2 separate regions of the Rattus norvegicus genome follow, and region 1 is linked to region 2. The links are chromatin contacts, called in public Hi-C maps. All regions are on one chromosome and are shown on one strand. Each heading gives the region's core, a stretch centred on a gene start, on an enhancer-like site or on the middle of the called end of the contact. The rest is flanking DNA. Distances are from core to core; before and after follow the strand shown.

Evidence for each region. Hi-C and Micro-C count contacts between places; a contact is called where the count stands out from the background.
Region 1: a Hi-C map of hepatocytes shows a contact between it and region 2, with 2.5 times the contacts expected there. The contact joins the enhancer-like site here to the promoter of Cgref1 in region 2. A contact is called at or near these places in 2 of 12 Hi-C or Micro-C datasets (hepatocytes and kidney).

What each region holds. Positions count from the first base shown.
Region 1 is chr6:31,293,100-31,297,081 of GRCr8, forward strand. It overlaps Dpysl5 (dihydropyrimidinase-like 5), which reads right to left. Exons shown (of 13, transcript NM_023023.1): 13 at 1,936-3,982. It overlaps LOC108351187 (a long non-coding RNA gene), which reads left to right. Exons shown (of 2, transcript XR_001838298.3): 2 at 1,788-1,973. It also overlaps the pseudogene LOC108351186. Among named protein-coding and RNA genes, the nearest start is that of Mapre3, 50 kb to the left of the region's middle. Within about 2 kb of position 2,717, at least 4 of the 93 cell types and tissues checked have an H3K27ac peak or open chromatin away from gene starts, as enhancers often do. A contact at or near this core is called in hepatocytes, where this site is marked.
Region 2 is chr6:31,150,144-31,154,170 of GRCr8, forward strand. Cgref1 (cell growth regulator with EF hand domain 1) reads left to right here and starts at 1,652. Exons shown (of 6, transcript NM_139087.2): 1 at 1,652-1,772. The coding sequence starts at 1,655.

The DNA.
Region 1 (3,982 bases), core at 1,467-3,966, 140 kb after region 2:
ATACCCCTGCCTCAGCCTTCCAAATACTGTGACTAGAGCTTGTACTTCACTCATTTTGGTGGAGTTTAATCAGGTGAGTTTAATCTCCTAACATTCAAGGGTTTTTGAGGTCTAGTTGACATACTCGATGGTGGGGTTCTAGAAAGCAAGTGAGCAAGCAAAGGCCCTTCAAAGACCCCCGAGGTCCTGGGATGACTAATCCCAGTACTTAGGAGCCAGAGGCATGCAAATCTCTGAGTTCAAGGCCAGCCTGGTCTACAGAGCCAAGCTTAGGCAGTAAGGGAAACCATTAAAAACAGAAATCTGATGAAGATGTAATTGAACCAGGAGGCCACGTTCCAACTGCAGCGAGCAGCAGACCTTGGCAGCTTTGGCCCCGTGGTTCTGGCTCTAGAGTAAAGAGATCACCATCTGTGATTAAGGAAAGTTGCTGAAGCCAACTGTATGGCCAGGGTGTCTGGGCCTGCATGGAGGCCCAGAGAGGCCATTATATGAAGCTGTGAAGGTGAACCCCGGATTGCCTTGGAGACCCCAAGATGTTAGAGATGCCAGGGCTGTGGGATACCTGCTGAGGAAAGCAGCTAACAGGGAGTGGAGCCAACCTAAGAGAAAGAGGGGCGTTGCAGTCAAGAAGCTGAAAGGATTTGGAGATCTGAAGAGTATTTTGACACCAGACATGGAGAGGTTCAGAGTTTGCCCAGCTGCTTTTCAGTCTTGCTTTGGTCCAGTGTTTCCTCACTCTGCTCCCTTCCTATGTTTTGAATGGTAATGCATATCTTGGAATAATATGTTGGGGAACTCTGTGATCTATGTTTTCAATTTTGATTTTATAGGCAGATTACAGTTAAGAGACTTTGTGAATCTCAGAAAAGACTTTGAACCTTTGTCGATTGTTGAGACTGTGATAGACTATGTGGACGCCTGAAGTTGGACTAATTACATTTTGCATTATGTTATGGCTGTAGGCTTATTGGGGCCAGGGAGTGGAGAGTGGTTTGAATAGGTTTGGCCCTCATAGACTCATGGTTTTGAATGCTTGGAAATAGGGAGTGGCGCTATTGGAAGGTGACCTTGTTGGAGGAGGTGTGGCCTTGTTAGAAGAAGTGTGTCAGTGCAGTTGTAAAAATAAGAGAAGTGTGTCACTGAGGAGGTGGTGCTTTGAGGTCTTAAATGCTCAAGCTAAGCTCAGTGTGAAATACAGCCAGCTTCCTCTTCCCTGCACGCAGATTAAGATGTAGAATTCCAGTTGGAGAGATGGCTCAGAGGTTGAGAGCAGAGACTGCGCTTCCAGAGGTCCTGAGTTTAATTCCCAGTAACCACATGGTGGCTCACTACCTCTGGCGTGCAGACAGAACACTGTGTATGTAATAAATAAATACATCAAAAAAACAAAACAAAACAAAACAAAACAAACAAACAAAAAAAAAACCCTCAGATCCTTCTCCAGCACCATGTCTGCCTGGACGCTGCCATGCTTCTGACCACGATATTGGACTGAACCCCCAAACCTGTTAGCCAGCCCTGAATTAAATGTTTGCCTTTATAGACTTGCCTTGGTCATGGTGTCTCTTCACAGCAATGAAACCCTAAGACAGAGGGGTCTAGATCCTTCTTTTTTTGTTTCTAATGCCTCCTCTGGTTTTTCCTATTTCAGATAACACGTCTACTCTCCCAAGAAATCTGGCTGAAAATTTTCTTTTCCACTGTCAGAAATCCTGGGCTTTCGGGAGAGGGATGACCCTTAACACAAATGTTTATTTTTAAACTTTTTATTTTTGTATCTCCAGACCTTGCCCAGACCTCCCAGTAAGCTGCCACTGGATCAGAGGGATGGATCAACGCCATTCTCCTAGCAACGGAAGCGTCACATAATTGCTGCCAGGGAAGCTTTCTGCCAGGCTACCTCTTCTTGAAAAAACACAACAGAAGCGGAGTGAGAAGTAGCTACAGTTTAATACAAACCTGCACCAGAACACAACGTGTTGGGCTGTTTTGTTTTGCCTCAAACGGTGGCCAAAGCACAGGGCCATGTGTCGTCTCAGGATTGATACAACCTTAGCACCATGACATTTACAGAGAGGGGGGAGGGTCACTTGGGTGCTGGGGTGCTGGCAGCTCCATTCTGACCCCAGACTGTGCCTGCCACCTCAGCAGCTGGAGGGGGTTTGGCTTCCTTGTGGTTCTGTGGTTTCTGGGTCAATATAAGAGATGCCCTCATCACGGCATTGGCTTGACAAGCGACCTACTGTGGACTCCTAGCACTACACACACACGCGCACACACACACACGCACACACAGTAGCACAATTTTCTGGTAAGTTAACCCCACAAACCTAAGAGCAGCTAAGGCGAGAACAACAGTGTTTATTCAGCAAGTACAAGGCCAGTTTGAGAGCTGCATTCGGTGCAACCAGAGACCGCTTTCGCTCCAGCCAGCAGCCACTGGACCTGTGGCTGGAGCTCTGCATGGGGCAGGGAGTGGACACTGGGGGGATGATGGTTTGTTTGGCTCTTTAAGCCTCCTATCTAGAAGCTCCTGGGTGAGCACAGTCTATGTAAGGGTGGCCTTGGGACTGTAGAAGGGCGGGGTGGATGAAGTAGAAGGCCCACAGTGGCCCCTTGAACATGTACTCTCCTACCATTTCAGGTCATACACTTCTCAGGCGGAGGCACTCAGAGAGGGTAAAGCACTCCTGGCCCATGCCAGGTGGCCTGCCTAGCTGGCTCTACCACCCTTTGGATCTTTGGCATCTGCCCAAGGCCCATGACCCAGCAAGGGCAGAAACAGACAAAGATGACGTACAGCTAGGAGTGGTAGCTTACGTGTATAATTCCAGTATTTGGGGAAACAAAGGCAGGCATTCTGTGAGTTCAAGGCCAGGCTACCTAGGCAAGGCTTTGTCTCAAGAAGAAGAAAAAGAAGGAGGAAGAGGAGAATGAGAAGAGAGTGGGAGAGAAGGAGAGGGATAGAAACTGAACCAGGGGTCAATGTCACTGCTTATGTTACCTGTGAAGGGTCATCACCCTCCAGGGTCATTACCTGGGGCTACCTCAGTCTCTGGGTTATTTGTCCCTTCAGCTCCTAAGTGAGGACACTGGGCGCAACTAAAACTGCACACAAGTTCCCAACACTTTTCTAGTCCAGGCTCAAACCAAGAGACTACAGAAGCCAGTTCACGACAAAGATAAAATTGACTTGTGCAAAGCAAGGCAGAACGTGCCCCAGGAAGAAAGTATTCTATCTGGTGGGCCTGACATCAATCCACAACTGTTTCCCATAGCTAGGTTAGACAGTCAAGGCCATAAGAGCAGTCACAGACACTTCTGGGGCCTAAACTCTTGGGGCCTCAGTTTTTAATCTGTGATATGTGGGAGAGTGGTAAGCCCCACCCTACCTCGGAAGCTCCTCAGAGTTTACCTGTCAAGCCTACTCTGTGACAGCTGACACAGGCAAGTGCTTTGATGTACTCGAAGCGGGACAAAAACGTGCAGGGGTGACTGACAAACTCTCTGGGGCCTCTGGGAAGTTTGTGGAGCTCAAACAAAAGTGAAATCATTTGCCAAAGGGGCAGGGGTGAGGCTTATCAAAGGCAGACAGCTGAGCCACTTCCCAGACTGTGTAGCCACCTCTGAGAGCCTCCGAAGAGCTTCTGAGACAGGGCAGGGCCAACCAGTAGTCAACAAGAGAGTAGTGCTGAGTGCAGGATCCCACAGCACTTGTGCAGAGGGGTGGATTCTACAGCTAGGCCTTGTGGGTTGAAGCCCCTTCCCTGGCGGTTGGCTAGCCAACTCTCTCCTACTCTCCCTTTCTCAGCAGTTATGAGGCCTCTTACTAGTCTCACAGGAGGAGCAGCTAGGCCTTGCCCAGCAGAGGCAAGTTAAAGGAAACTATGTTGGGGTATGAGGGTGTGGGTATGGAGTCAATCCTGGGAGTAGTAACCAGGAGCAGAGATGCTGCCTTAAGGTTTCTAGGGTCAGCATC
Region 2 (4,027 bases), core at 402-2,901:
ACCTGTGAAAGAGCAGTCAGTGCTTTTAACCGCTGAGTCATCTCTCCGGCCCAGAGCCAGAATCCCCCCCCCCCCCCCAAGCAGGGCCTAGCAGGTGCTCTACCACTGAGCTAAATCCCCAACCCCCATCAGAGCCAGAATTCTTATAGGCAGTGTGAGGCAGTTGACATGGGTGCTGGGATCCAAACTTGGATTCTCTGTAAGAGCACACTATGCTCTCCCAACCACTAAGCCCATCTCTCTGGCCCTACATTGGACAACCTACAAGCAATAAGAATTTATTGCTCACAGATTTGGAATATGAAAAGTCCAGGAGCAGGTGCTCACAGCATCTGGTCATGGCTTGTCCTTCACAGATGATGCTACTCGTGTGTCCTTACATGGTGGAGAGAACAGAAGGGCAAGAGAGCAAAAAGAGCAAACGATCTGCATCTGAGCCCCTGACAGATACTGATGGAGGTTAATGAACAGACGGACGGACACATGGGCAAACAGAGAGTGGGAAGGGGATCTCAAGGAACACCAGAAAACTGAGACCAACCGACCAGACAGGAGGAGGAGCACGGCGGAAAATGGTAGGCACTGAGCCAAGACAACCATGGCGGCAATAGTGCTCCCCCAACACACACACAAACGAAGGCCAGTCTGAGGGACTTGTGGCTGTCATGGCTGCTGACTGAGGGTTCCGAGGCATGAAGTTACTAAAACAAAAACAAAAACAAAAACAAAAAAAAAATCCCCAGGCTAGTGGATGAGGAGGTAGCCCAGAGAGCTTGGGAAGAGGGACTCGCCACTGGAATAAAAGGTGTGTGACACTCGTTTTGATGGCCAGAAAGCTGCAGCATCCAGGCTGGAAAACTTCTGTTCCTATGGCCATGGTTTCTTTCCGCACACGGCTCTACATACCTCTCCCCTCACCTGGAGCCTCCCGTTCCTACTGGGTATGGTCCCAGTGACACTGATACCGTCCCTGGAATCTCAGCTCTAACAACTTGAGAGGACTTTGTTCTGGTGCCGGCATACCTGTAACCTGTTAACACTCGATACTGTCGCACTCCTAGGTAATCGGCCAGGTTTGGGCCACACTGCTCTTCCCAGTGAGGGCCACAATCACCCGTACAAACTGTAAGTCATTCTATTTAGTCACGAAAGAGTTTCTCAGATAAAGCCAGTGACACCCACACAGCATAATCAAAGGCATTTTTTTTAATGAACAGCAACCCCACCTCTGTCTAGTTTTATCTATTTCTGTCTCTCTCACACAACACCCCTGCCTCCTCAATACATGTCTGTGCACTCTGCCTTGTACACAAACTGGGCTCACTACTCTGACTCCGTCTTGAATACATGCCCCGTATACATGCTTCACTAGTCGCCCACACTCACAAATCCTTCCCAGTCTGTCATACACGCATACTCCGCCTCTCCAGCTTGTCACAGTCAAAACCACAAACCAGTCTGCCTTCATCTGAGTCACAGTGACACCCACTGAGGACCCCATCCATCTTCCCTCAGACCCACATGGAACAAGGCCAGGTGGAGGCGCTGCGGGACAGGTCTGGGCAAGGCGGGGCGGTGGCCCTCCTGTGGCTGTCGCTCGCTCCGGACTCTGCCCGGGCCTGGGCGGCGGCTGCAGCCGGGAGGGCGACGTGGAATGGCCACGTGGAGCGGCCCGGGGGAGGGCTGGCTGCCGGCAGCCGGGCGAGGGCGGCGCGGTGCCTATAACGCGCACGAAGCCGGAGCCCCAGACGCGCACAGCGCCGCCGCAGCAGGTGGGTCGGACTCCGGCAGGGACCAGGGCCCAGAGGGCGGCGGGGGCATCCTGTACCTTGGGGGTGAGGGTGGAGACCTTCTGCTGGCCGTCAGGATGCAGAGAGCGCAGTCCTCCGCATCCCCTGCGGCTTGAACTGGGCTGGGGAGGTGGCCCTGGCCTCTTAGGACCATTGGGGAAGAGGTCATCCCTGAGAGCAGATAGAGGAAAGGCAGAAAGCCTTTCTGAGGCCCCTGGGTTTGATAGTAGTCCATGAGTCCTGGCCGGCGGTGTTTCGAGTCGGGGTTCCACCTCATTCAGTAGATGAAGATGATTGAAGGACACTGTCCGTTGTCATCCAACTGTAGATGGCTGGTCCCCCGGCTAGCTCAGGTGCACGCCTCTTTGACTGTATAGCTGCAGTCATTTAAGACTCCCCTTCCTAGACCCGGACACTAAAGGGCTAAATCAAGGGAGATGATTAGATTCAGTAACTTCTCCACTTGTTTAGAAATGAAATGGATGCCCTTCATGGTACCAGCTCCTGCCCTGGAAAGATTCAGGGGAGGCGTCGTGACTGTTTGTCAGGGTCGCTGCAAAAGAAATGTCTCTGTGGAATGAGAAGCCGTTTGAGATAAGCCTCCAAAGACCCCTGCCACATCGTGAAGAATCTGCTGGCCCTAGCTTAACCTAGATTATCTCATGGTACCCTCCCTAAGTCCTAGGAAACATCCTCATCTTAAAATTGAAGACCCTAACTAGGGCCAAGACAGTTTAAGACACCGGCCTGGACCACCAAACAGTGCAGAGGCAGGGGCTGACCAAAGGTCCAACCTCAAGGCCAAAGTCTCCTCCTGTGAGCTAGGGCAAAGGCTTAAAGAAATCAAAGGCAGAAGGTCACTGTGGGGTGTGTGTGTGTGTGTGACTTGAATAACTTCCCTGAATTATATCACAACTGTTAACTAGCAGGTACAGTGGTTTTCAGGCATGTAATAGGATAGCTATGTTTGTGCATGTTATAATTATGGAAATGGCTAGGACTGTTTTTTATTTTACAAGCAGTTGTTCAATGACCACCCTCTTTCTGTTACTTACAAAAGCTCTTACAACTTGACACGGTGTTAGTACGGCTAAGTCCTATTATGCACATCCCGTGGAAGTTTGGCTTGATTCTCATAGACAACGGCTGGAAGCATCGAGAAAACATTAGACTCCAAGCCCCCGGGCAAAGCTTTTGAATTTTGAGGTATAGTCTGCAACCGAATGCTAAGGTTATCAGGAAGGTCCACCTTGAAGGTGAAACAGGTTTGGACAAAAACGCTGAAAAGATAAAAGAACACCCAGTGAGCTGCCATTCGAAGCAGTGTAGGCTGTGCTGGAGCACTGGAGGGCGAAACAGAGATGACACCAGACAGAGATGACGCCATTCCTGCAGGCATGGGTGAAGACCTGGGTGGGTGACGATGAGAAAAACAAAGAGCCACCCAAGGTCTTGGAGTTGCTGGGTGTGAGGGTGGTGCACCCCTGTAATTCTAATACTTGGGTCGAGAGTTCAAGGTTATCCTAAACTACATGATGAGTTGGAGGCCAGCCTGGGATATGTGAGACCCTGTGGGATTTTTAATTGATTAATTAATTAGCTAATCAAATAATTAGTTGAAGCAGGGTCTCTCTGCAGTCCTCGATGTTCTGGAACTTGTTTTGTAGGCCAAGCTGGCTTGGAACTCAAGAGATCCACCTGTCTCTGCTGTCCAAGTATTGGGAGTAAAGGCGTACGCCATCGCCTTTATTGGTGTGTGTGTGTGTGTGTGTGTGTGTGTGTGTGTGTGTGTGTGTTTGACCTGTATCTGTTTTGTGTGTTTGTGTATCACTTGTATGCAGTGCCCTCAAAGGACATAAGAGGACAAAAGAGGGTCTCGGGTCCTCTGGAACTGGAGTTACAGATGGTGGTTAGCTAACACATGGGTCCTAGGAACTGAACCAGTGTGCTTAACAGCTGAGCTATCTTTTTTTTTTTTTTTTTTTTTTTTTGGAGCTGGGGACCGAACCCAGGGCCTTGCGCTTCCTAGGCAAGCGCTCTACCACTGAGCTAAATCCCCAACCCCCTGAGCTATCTTTCTGATCCCTATTTAAAAAAAAAAAAAAAGATTTTGAAAGAACCAGCAAAATGGGTTGAGGAACTTGCAAGCAAGCTTGGGGAACTGAGTTCAAACCTGATGTCCCACAAGGTGGCAGGAGAGAGCCAATTCCCAAGGGTTGTCCTCTGACCTCCACAGA